Linked DNA regions of Mus musculus: region 2 is linked to region 1. The links are chromatin contacts, called in public Hi-C maps. All regions are on one chromosome and are shown on one strand. The core of a region is the stretch at or near the end of the contact, and the rest is flanking DNA. Distances in the headings are between cores, read along the strand shown. Region 1 has its middle 21 kb from the start of Rbms1. Region 2 has its middle 69 kb from the start of Gm39833.

What was found. A called contact is a pair of places that touch in the nucleus more often than the background predicts.
Region 2: a Hi-C map of embryonic fibroblasts shows a contact between it and region 1, with 2.0 times the contacts expected there. The contact joins two enhancer-like sites. A contact is called at or near these places in 1 of 15 datasets of contacts at CTCF or cohesin (the NIH/3T3 cell line), 7 of 484 Hi-C or Micro-C datasets (the G1E-ER4 cell line, the HL-1 cell line, the N1E-115 cell line and 3 more) and 1 of 115 datasets of contacts at active chromatin or transcription factors (bone marrow-derived macrophages).

Annotation. Positions count from the first base shown.
Region 1 is chr2:60,899,295-60,905,120 of GRCm38.p6, forward strand. It overlaps a transcript of Rbms1 not described here. Among named protein-coding and RNA genes, the nearest start is that of Rbms1, 21 kb to the left of the region's middle. Within about 2 kb of position 2,302, at least 160 of the 459 cell types and tissues checked have an H3K27ac peak or open chromatin away from gene starts, as enhancers often do. A contact at or near this core is called in embryonic fibroblasts, where this site is marked.
Region 2 is chr2:61,055,816-61,061,641 of GRCm38.p6, forward strand. No RefSeq gene overlaps it. Among named protein-coding and RNA genes, the nearest start is that of Gm39833, 69 kb to the right of the region's middle. Within about 2 kb of position 3,211, at least 48 of the 459 cell types and tissues checked have an H3K27ac peak or open chromatin away from gene starts, as enhancers often do. A contact at or near this core is called in embryonic fibroblasts, where this site is marked.

The DNA.
Region 1 (5,826 bases), core at 1,052-3,551:
TGTCTTCCTTTTAGGAAAGAAGATGCAGTGCTTTGTTTTTGTTTTTTTTTGTTTTTCTGGGATCTTTACTTGCTCAAGCTTTCTCTACCCTAAGAACAGGAATGGAGGCCTTCCTTGTTACTTAAGCTGTTTTTCTTTCCCAGCCAGACTTCCTGAATGACCACGCAGCAAGAGAAGCTTGTACACAGACAGCTCACACTCTGGTTACAGACCACTGTCCCACCCTCTCCCTAGCGCCTTCTTTCTGCCCATACAACATTACTGAGCTCTGTATCCATGTCATCCACCTGCTTCCTGGAATTCCAAGTTGTCATCTTTTGGTTGTCCTCTTTTGTCCCCTCTCGTCCCTATTCCATATTTTTAAAAGATATGATCTTGTCCACAGAAATCATAATGATCTCCACTGGTTCAAAGAAGTCTATCTATATGGTTCTAAGGTTAGCTTTTTGATTGGAAGCCAAATTCACTGGTCATGGTCAAACTCTCTTGAGTTTTTGTGTCTCCACATCATAATCTATCTATGTATCTGTGTATCTACCTATGTATCTATGGATCTATCTATCTACCATCCATCTAGCTAGCTAGCTCTATCTCTCTATCATCTATATATCATCTATCTATATCTCTCTCTATCATCTATCTATCTACCATCCATCTATCTCTATATATCATCTATCTATATATATGTATCCATTTCTATCACCTATCTGCCCATCTATTTGTCTACCTCTATCTAATCTATCATCTATTTAATCTATCATCTTATCTATCATCTATTATCCATCTAATCTACCACCTTATCTATCATCTACTACCTACTATCTATTATCTATCTTTCCATCTAATCTACTATCCTATCTATCTATCTCTCTATCATCTATCTATCTATCTATCTATCTATCTATCTATCTATCTATCTATCATCTCTCTATCTACCTCTATCATCTATCATCTGCCTCCCCTTGATATATCCACTTATATTTTATACTACTGTAACTCTGGAATCAGAAGTGATCTCTTACATTGATGTAAGAGGCGAAGGAAAAAAATTGTAATTTTATAATATTAAGAACAAAATTTTCCTCTACTCACATGGCACTCTTATTGCCCATTTTGTTTGGTTTTCACACAGGAAGCCTTCAGCCACAGCTCTGAGAAACACTGGTTCTCTAATGAGTGGAAATGCTCCTAAGTGCATTTGGGAATGCTTAGGGCTTCCAAAGTGCAGGGCAATGAAAGCGCCATTAATGGGCAACTGTTGGATCTCCATGAGCTAAGAGCCAAGTAACTGAATTTCAAACTGAATGTCAACACAACTTCTGGTTGAAAACTTTTAAGTAAAAAGAAAAAAAAAATCACACGCTTGGATGTAATTATATCACCTGTCTACTCACCCACAAGTGACTAGACATGCAGCAAAAACTAAAACTGATTTTGCGTAATGAATTTCAGAGCCGCTGTGCACATTTTAAAAAGTAAAAAGAATGCAAAGGAATGAATAATGAAGGACTCTTTCCTGGTGTTTATTTATTTATTTTTAACTTCCTGAGCAACTAAAAGGGCAAAGGTGGGCAGTAACCGGGAAAAAAGGGATTTTAAAGGCAAATATGAAGATGATGTTTGCAACTGGAAATATAGCTCAGTAGTGGAGCATTTGCCTTGTACGTGTAAGGACCTAAGTTCAATTCCCGGCAACGATAAATATACACAGGATGTTTACCTTAAAGTAATTTGAAATTTCTGTTTTCTTTAGAAATTATTAATCTCTTAGTAAAAGTACTCTTCAAATCGTATTAGAAACTTTAATTTTGCCTCTTGACTGGACTACAAATCGAGAAGATGACTGCTCTACTTGGCGTGTAAAGTTAAGATCATACATGCCTGGAGGTCCAGCTGCTTAACTGGGTCAGCGTGCAGTGGAAGGGCTTCAGAGCAGTACTATTTTGAATGGGAGAGCCTAGTATCTCAAGCCTGCAAGGCAATCACTTTCCCCAATAAGCCTTCGCCTCAGCTCCCATAGGGAATTCTCTTTCACCTAAAGGGATGAGTAGCTCTCTTAAAAAATTTCAAAACATCTATTTCCTGTCCCGTTGCTTTTGTTGTTGTTTTATACTTTATTAGCATTTTTTTTAAATAAAAGAGACTCTAAAAATATTTTTACATCCCTTAACTGGTTGTTCGTCAATTCATTCAACCAATGTCGGTGAGTGAGTATGGTCGAGGCACCGGACACCGAGCAGGAAGGAGGAGCCTTCTGCGGTCGGTCGAGGAGGCAGGAGTAAGCTGATGCTAGAAGAAGCAGTGACACATGGTGACTCACAGGATTTCAACATAGACTCCGGAAGAAAGACAAGCTGTGGATACCAGGAAGCAAGGGAGCCAGCCTCTGAAACTCACAAAGCCAAGAGCAGCTGGAAGATAGGAATGGTCGGCGCTCAAGGGGACATTTTAGAACTCTTGCCTTTAAAACTATGCCCGAACCAAAGGAGGTTACCCGGCTTGGCGGGTATCCACAGGCTCCGTGCTCACTGGTCAGTCCTGAGGTGCAGGGAGGCAGCATGCCTAAGCTCTGTTTCCTAACTCGGGGTGATCCCCTTATATGACGTCAGTACAGCCTCACCCCACTACTTAAGATAAACAGGAATGAGTCTCTCTCACAAAGTGGCCTGCTTAACAAATACTAACAGAGTTTTGGGAGGATCAGATTCTTGCAGATTAATTCATTTCAATGAATTAAATGTTGCAGTTCTGGGCTCAGGCTCAGGCTTCGTGTTCAACAGGCACACGGTCTACTAACGAGCACTTCTTCAGCCTTATAGCTCAGGACTTGCCAATCTCAAACCATTTTAAAAGGAGAGAACTGTAATCAGTCAGTCCTGCCTGCTTATCTGTTTTTTTTCCTTTCTAAACAGTTATTAGTAAAGACATTGTAGTCCTTTCCCCTACATCAGTGACATTAATTTTATTCCAATGAAAGATTGTAGAGATAGTAAAAAGCCTTCCATTTGTACTGTGAGCTGCTCCATATTCTTGAACAGGAATAACTAGAAAGAGCTCCCTCGACACACACACACATGTACAAACATATACAAATTAATTATCCTTCCTCAATTTTAAAACACACATTTAATGTTTACATAATACCAATACCTTTAAAACAGATTATAATTTCGTAGCTACAACTTAGTGTCAGTTGTGGCAAATTCTCACAGAGTATGAACCCCTGGCTCCTTTGATTGGAAGCCTACATGTTTTATGCCAAAGGACACATTTTTCTAGCTACTAGAAGCCAGCAGATCTGTGATGAGAGAGTTTTAAGAACTGTGTTCTATTTTGGGAATGGGCCCTTCCTGTCCAGCTCTTGTTGCCACCTCATTCTTGGTGACTTCAGTGACTTCTAAACCCACTTCAGGTCAGCAGCCTCTCTTTAATTAGCATCTCACTGCTGGAGGGAGGGCAGTTCCTCAGGAGGAAAAAAAAAAAAAGAAAAAGAAAAATTATAAACAAAGGTCTTCAAGGCCATTTACCAGTCCCGTCGAGGAATTAAAAAAAAAAAAAAAAAAAAAAAAAAAAAAAAAAAGTCTGGCTTCTTTGTCAGCAAAGTAAGGCCGGAAATAGTTTTGCTTCCTGCAAATGGAGAAGGCTGGAATGTATGTTTGTTAATTCTGGCTTAATGTGGTAAGACTTTATTCCAGACTGATAACCTCTAACTTAAAAGTGCACACTAGATGTTTAGACGACAAAAGTGATGTGCAGAGAAGCCAGGCATCTTGTTACATTTTTCTCACTGAGGACCTTAAAACACTAAGGCAGGGTACAAGTTACAGCACGGCAACATTCCCTTCTGAAACCAAAGAAGTACATTATGTAGCAAAACAGAAGTCAGCAATGCCTCCCCAACAGATCTTTGAAAAACCTATTTAAATATCTAAGATGACGGGGTGGTGTGGGCATAGAACCTGGGAGGCAGAGACAGGAGGCTCTCTTGAGTTCTAGGCTAGCCTGGTCTACATAGTGAGTTCCAGGACAGTCAGGGCTACACAGAGAAAACTTGTACTCATTCCGAAATAAAGGAACGAGTGGAAGACTAAAACTGAAAGGTAATAAAATTGCCTGAGAATGAAGAATAACAAAGTTTTTTTAAGTTTTAGGGAGCTTAGCCATAAACATGACATGTGTGTCTGTCTAATGATTATGCACACACATTGTGATAACTAGTCTTTATGAATACAATTCCAAAAGGGAATTGTTATCTTTAGAACGCAATCTAAAAATGATCAGAGAGGGGAAACCCTTCAAAATAAGATCGCCACATGCAAGAGTGAACACTGTTCTAGAACAGGAAATCATTTGGTTAGAAACACTGACCCTGCTTGACGGTTCCCATTGGGTGCTGTTTACAAGAAATCTCCCCAGCAGGGCACCTGCGTCCAGTTTCCCAATCCTGTGGTTTGCTTACGCTACAGGGCTGTGTTCCCGGCAAGTTCAAACCGTTAAGTTGAATTTCATTCTTGTCTGGGAGTAACTTTTACTCAATTGACTGCAGCTGTGTGCACAGAATACTGTTCCAAGAAACATGTCTATGAGAAGACCATTTTAAGAAATGCAAATTAACTTCCATTATTTCAAGTCTGTACAACTAGTGTAGGGACGGAATCTCTGGTCTCTGTTAGACAAATGGATATATATATATATATATGAATGATATATATATATATATATATATATATATATATATATGGATATATATATATTCGAGAAAAAACAAGCAGGGTTCTTCTGAGGCAGGCAGCATGTGCCTTTGTCACCTATATATTTGAATAATCATCTCACCAAGCTGTTTACAACACATACAATGAGTTGGGGGTTTGGGTTGTTTGTTTTCAAAATTAAAGTTCTACTTAAGCTCAGTTTTTTCTTAAATGTCACTCTTTAGTGCCATGAGGTTTCTTCTCTCTGTATTCATAGAAATGTAGTTTGGCAAATGATGGGGCGTTCTCAATGGAGGAAATGCTACCAGCTCACAACACCGGATGTAATTGAGACCACAAGAGATGCGCGCTTGGTTACAAGAGCTGAACTTAAGAGGTAGTCGAAGGAAGCAGCCCAACATTTGATTGAGTACACTGTTTTAGTCTATCTGTACTCTCAAACAAAGCAAAAAAGCAAAAAAAAAAAAAAAAATCTCTGGAAATTATTTGGGTAACCTCAGGTTCTACATGGTGGAGATTTAAAAACAAACAACAGAACCACTGTGGATTCTTGCATTTCCTTACTGTTGAGGACAGGGGGAAGGGGGGAGGGGAGGTCTCAACATGCCAGGGGATGTAGGAGAAGCTGAATCAGCTTCCACAAACAATTGGGAATGCTGTTTTGTAAGATCTTTTCCAGTAGCAGTATAGAAAATATCATTTGAAAAGGCAGGACTAGATCTGCCTGTCGATGGGCAGGTGATGCGGTCAGCGAATGAATATCGTTAGCTAACTTCTGTGTCCCCATTCCCAACCTTGGCAAGAGTGGCCTCTTTTGTGCAGACTGATGAAGATAGTTATGAGTGTTGCCTCTCCACTGGCTCCAACAAACCAAATCCAAACTGTGTTTATTAAAGATGAAAGTGTAAGGATTTGGCACCTGTATTTGTTTAAGTTTGGCTACTGTGGCTTTGCAAAGCCCTGCATCCAATCAGTACCTTTTGCTCTCTAGCTGAAGAAGGACATCTATTTAAAAAAAAAAACATCTTCAGAGAACATTTAAAATTCAGCTTCTTTAAAAATCAGACCCAAGAATGTTTTAATTGTCAAGACATTTTTATTTAAGAGCATGAAC
Region 2 (5,826 bases), core at 1,961-4,460, 160 kb after region 1:
TATCATGTCTTCTATGCCTGAGATCCTCTCTTCCATTTTCTGTATTCTGCTAGTGATTGTCATGTCTGTAGTTCCTGTTCTCTTTCCTAGGTTTTCCATCTCCAGGATTGCCCCAGTTTGTGTTCTCTTTATTGCTTCCATTTCCTTTTTTCAGGTCTTGGACAGTTTTATTCTTATCACCTATTTGATTATATTTTCCTATAACTCTTTATTTTTGTCTCATCTTGCCTCTACTTATTTGGATGTATTTTCATGTGTTTCTTTAAGGGATTTATTAATTTCCTCCTTAAAGTCCTCTATCATCTTTATAAAACTGGATGGAGATCATCATCTTATGCTTCATTTTCCCTAAGATATTCAGTTTGCTGTAGCAGGATAGCTGGGCTCTAGCTGTACTATATATCATCCTGGGTCTTGTTGGTTGTGTTCTTATGTTATCCTTTAGGCGTCTGGTTTTCCCTGGTGTTGGCTGGATGATCGTGATGATAGCAGGATTTCTTGGGAAGGTGGGGGCCAGACAATGGAGGTCAGGGTACCTGACTCAGCTGACTGTGCCTCAGGTGGTCTGCCCCACTGGCAAGAGATTGGTAGGGCAATGTTCCAAGCTTGTAGCTCTTGTAATCTTTGCAGATCTCCACAAGGAATCAGGACAGCACTCTTGGGGTTCCAAAAGGCTCCTCAGGACAAAAGAGTGAGCCCAAAGTTGGACAATGGGTTTCAGCAGACTGTATGCAACTCACCACTGTAGACTGTGTCTCCTTGATTGTTTTTTAACTTGCATATTTTTTCTTGCATATTTCTTACAAACTGGAAGCATTCCAAACCAAATGATGCTGAAGATTAAAGGCCTCCAATGCCCCACTATATTATAGGAGAAGAGGGAGAAATATGGAAAGGAGGGGGCTGGCACTAAGTAGAAATAATGGTTACCTTCTGATTCTTGGCAGTGGTCTGGAGGCCCAGGCCATGCCAAAGCTGTCATATTATTGGCCTGGCTTTGGGTCCTGGTCATATTGCATTGAAATAGGAACATCTCTCCATTCTCTTTGAAACTTTTGTTTCTAGATGAAACTTTCTTAGATCTGTTCCCACTGAGGTGGCATTTCAACTTGTTTTCTGTAGCTTATAGCTCTCCTATCTTCTGCTTTTCCTATTGTTCTCACTGACTTTTTCTGTATTGTAGCTTCTTACCTTCACCTTTTCTTTGCATCAACCGTTGTCTGCCTCACTAATCCCTCACCTGGAAGCTTTGTAATACTTTCTAATATCTCCACAATGCCTACTCAGTCTGGGCCATGCTCTTGTTTTTTATGTTAGTATGTGGGTATCCTCCCATGTTTCTTATCATTTCATTATAGATAGTCCAACCCACAGAACATGACTGCCATTCATAGGGAAGAGGCTCTAGTGAAAGTAGTTTGGGTCACAAGTACCAAAGTACAAAGTACAAAATGGTCTGAAGTACAAGCTAATGAATCAACATTTGTGAATGTTAATATTCAGGGGTGAGGGTGGGATGGGGGATCCGATGGGAGCTCACTTAAACAGCTAATGGAAGACCTTTAGGTACCAGTGCCACAGGGTTGAGGGCAGTGGGCACTTCTCTTGCCTGTTGTCTCTCTGAAGGGCCTCATTGTGCAGCCTGACACTCCTCTACCCTCGCATTACAGCAGGATGAAAGCCATTCTCAAGTCATCTCCACTTATTCATCCCCACCTCCAGATGACATCTTTCATATAAGATTGAAGCATCACTATCAGGGAAAGGTAAGGATTCACAGGGAGTACAGGAGTGGATATGAGGCCCAGTGGCTAGTCCAGTCAAATAAAGAGCAGAGCTGAAGATCTGCAGAAGAAAAAAGGGATCTCCTTCAAAAGGGATGCAGATCAAACTGGACAAAATTCCCTGGCTGCCATATCTTAGGGTAGCATAGTTGTCTTCAAGCAGAGCTTTCAGTGAGGGCTCCAAAGTCTCTCCCCACCATCCAGCTTCATCTAACTGACCTGACTAAGGGATTTATTTATTGTGACTATGTACTATGAAGGACCATTCAGCAAGATCACAGTGCTGCCCAAGGTATCCAGGGGCATCATGACCATGCAAACGCACAAATAAACATCAGTGGGAGTGATGCTTTTCTGCTTAGGTAAAGATAGTCTCATGCCCATAGACAGAAAACAGAATTAGAGCAAGAAAGAGGTTGAAGAGGACCACCCTGAGTCCCAAGTTGATACTTCAATATTAATGTGCAAAGCATTTTTCCTTAAGTTCACAGAGGCACTGGGAAATGTGCCACAACTGTAGACACTGAAGGAGCCCAACACGTTGACAGGGTATTTTTTACCCTGTGCAGTCATCTGCAAGAAGAGCCCATAAATACTTTATTTCAGTGGTGGGTTTTGCTGCAATTAGCCACTGGGAGTTTGGGGGTGATTTAAGACGGATAAGGATGAAGTATGGGGAGAATGAATTTATAAAACACTTTACTCATATGAATTTGTGGGAGAGTTCTGAGATTGTCTCATTGGACCACACCTCAAAAGCATCCATCTGGGTGCAATCACGATGAAATGTTGGCTGACTGTTTATACCCTAAGGGTGGGATGCTTCTTCTAAGAGCTTCTAAAAGCTTTTCAAGCAAGCTTGAAAACAATGGCATGTTTACAGTCAACCTGTTCCTTTTATTCTTTTGGCTGACAGTAATTCAGAGCTTCGCTTTACATTGTTTAGGGCTTTTTATGCAGCCGGTGAAATGCTTGGTCACATCATGAACTTACCAAAGAAACAATATATCTTCTTAAAAATTTTAGTAGCCCAAATCTGGGACCTAGAAAGAATGGGAGTCTATGATGAATGCACACCTAAATCTTTAACGTCAGGCCTGTGGGAGGAGGCAGGGTCAGAGGGGGAGGAATTCAAATACCAGCCTGGAGGGATCATTTTGATTCCATGCAAGAAGTTATTGTAATGAGGTCAGCACTGGTCCTTATGCTATTAGCCGACTAGTGAGGACACAGACAAGGCAGAGAAGAAATTAATTAGTATTATGGAGGCTTTACAATCTGAGGTATTCAGAAACTTACAAAAACTAGGTCTGTGTTCTTAAAAAAAAAAGATTCTAGAAGAGACCTTATTAAAGCACAGAAGGCACAGCTATTTAAGATGGTGACATACATAGAGGCAGGAATGTGCAGCGAGGAGCTGAAAGGCAGCCAGGCCCTGAAGGAATTTTAGTGGAATTTCTTCACTGAGAGGGGTGGTTAATAAATGGAGCGGATTTCTCAGGGCAGAAACTGGAGCAGCTATTACAAAGAGGATTTTTTTTCCTCTAGCCCCTTTCTTCACTAGAGAAGGGAGTGATAGGAAGTTGAGGAGGAAAATGTTAAAACAAAGGAAAAACAAGCTCAGCTGCTCTCCCGGCCCCCTCTGCGGCAAGCATGTCTCTTTCCAGACGTTTGGAACGGTGTCTCATTTAATAATCATAAACCGTCTTGTTGGCTTCCGTTGTTAGTTGGAGATTAATACTAGATATCATTAAGAACGTCATGTGATGTTTTACTTCTCCAAATATGAAATTCTACTTGTTTTATCTTGCTGCTGCCATTTTCACTGTTTCCCATTTCACAGATAGGGGAGGTTGGGAGGGTCTAGAAAATCCTCTCCTGCTAAGCCATTGTTTCCTTTTCTCACCTTTGATGTTGGGCTCTCCTTTACAGACACAAAGCCTCTGGGCCAGTTTTTGTTGTTTGAGACAAGGCTGGCCTTGGGATTGCTATATAGCCCAGCCTGGTCCTCCTGCCTTTCTATACCTCCACAGTGCCAGGATCAAAGACATGCACCATTACATTTGGCTTTTGAGTACAAACTTAATGTAACAAATGCCTGTCGACCCAGTCTTTCTGAGCTGCTTCCGTTTCTCTTGATCGGGTTGAGCATTATTAGAGCATGTGTACACATGGCTCTGTTCTAGTAAAACAATCAGTACAAAGGACTGAGGCTACCCATGTCTGTAATTTTATCAATATGCAGACACCTCTTTTCACTCCCTCACCAAAATGATTTTACTTTGGCAATAAGAAGGTACCATGTTGATTCACGGGGTGGAGACCGTTATCTATTCTTCCTGTCCCCAGGAATCATGTCCTTCTGACTGGATGAAAAATGAAAAGAGCATTTAGCCAAAACCTTGAGGTATCAGGACAGAAGGACACAAGTAGGTCAGCTATAGGCATTTCTTTTGAAAGACTGTGGTAGCAGGCAAGCAGAGTGACCCAGGCTAGCATTTCTAGATCCATTGGTCTCATGGTCATATGGGAAGATTGTAGAGATGTGGATTCCAGGGCTGAAACATACCCACAGGGTCTATGGATCATCAGCCACTTGGGGATTCTGAGACCTGTAGCCTTGGGATGAGCACTTTGAAGGGACAGACATGACAGGTGCTAAGAAGACAGTGCTATGGATTTTTATTTTTCTTTTCAGCCTAAACTTCTCAGGAAGGACAATGGCAAAGGCCCTGCTGGATCCTACTAAGCACCAGGGAAGTGGGACACTGAAGATTCTGTGTAGAAGTGAAGTGGCTGAGTGTAGTTCCCTGGTATTCTTGCCCAATATGTGTAAAACCTGAGTTTGACCATCAACACATACAATAACAGAACCAAAAACCAAAAAAGCTCCAACATTTCAGATTTTAGTTGTTGTTTTTGTTTGAAACAGGTCTCTTGTAGCCCTGTACTCTTTGTGTATCTGAAACTGGCCTTGAATTTCAGATCTTTCTGTTTCCATCTCCCATGTACTAAAATTACAACAATGTGTAATTTCACATTGGCATTATGTGGTTCTGGGAATTAGACACCAGGCTTTATGTGTAAACAATAAGGAAGTACCTACAGCTATGACACTGAAGAGTAAACCACAGAGAGATGCTATCAGAAGGAAGATTGGTTCCTGGGCAAGGGGGGCACATGGGAAAGAGGGATTTCTGAGAAAGAGTTCACAGTGTACTTACATAATATGAATGTGGTGCAGTCAAAACAAATTATCCCTTGAACCAATAGCAGAAAGTCAGTCCTGCTATGTAGAAAGCCAGCAATCTGCAGGCACCTAGTAAACAAGATATAGTAGTCAGACATACAGAAGAATATGGTGAAGACTTATATTCAAAATTTTGGTTTCTTTAAAAATACAGACATATTGTGAGAATATGTTTTCATTTTAATCCCAGGTGTGGGTTATGGGGCTGCTTCAGATTGTTCACAGCAGCTGACTAGGATTTGCCTCATGCTCTAGCAGTCATGTGATTTTGCCAGCTGCTGATTGTTTCTGTGAGTGTGTGGTGTTTGTAATGCTGGGGATTCTTCCAAGGTTATATAAATGCTAGGCCCCTGAGTGGTGGGGTGACTGTTCGGTGGGTTGTTGTTTGTTGGCTGTTGAATACTGTTGGTGGTGGTTTGTTAAGTAGTTGTGGACAAAGAAGGAAGAAGAAGAAGAAGAAGAAGAAGAAGAAGAAGAAGAAGAAGAAGAAGAAGAAGAAGAAGAAGAAGAAGAAGAAGAAGAAGAAGAAGAGGAGAGGAAAAGGAAGAGGAAGGAGAGGAAAAAGGAGAGGAAGAGGAGGAGGAGGAAGAGGAGAAGGAGGAAGAGGAGTTAAATATCCTTACAGTGAAGAACAAATTGCCCAAAGGAGCTCCATGTCCCTAATCAGCAGGAAGTAGTTTAATAAAAACTTAGCACCCTTTCCTACACCTGAGTTTTTTGGGGGGATTTCTTTCTCTCTCTGTCTACCTTCTATTCTTCTTTCTCTTCTACCTAGTGTTAGGGGTGTGAAAG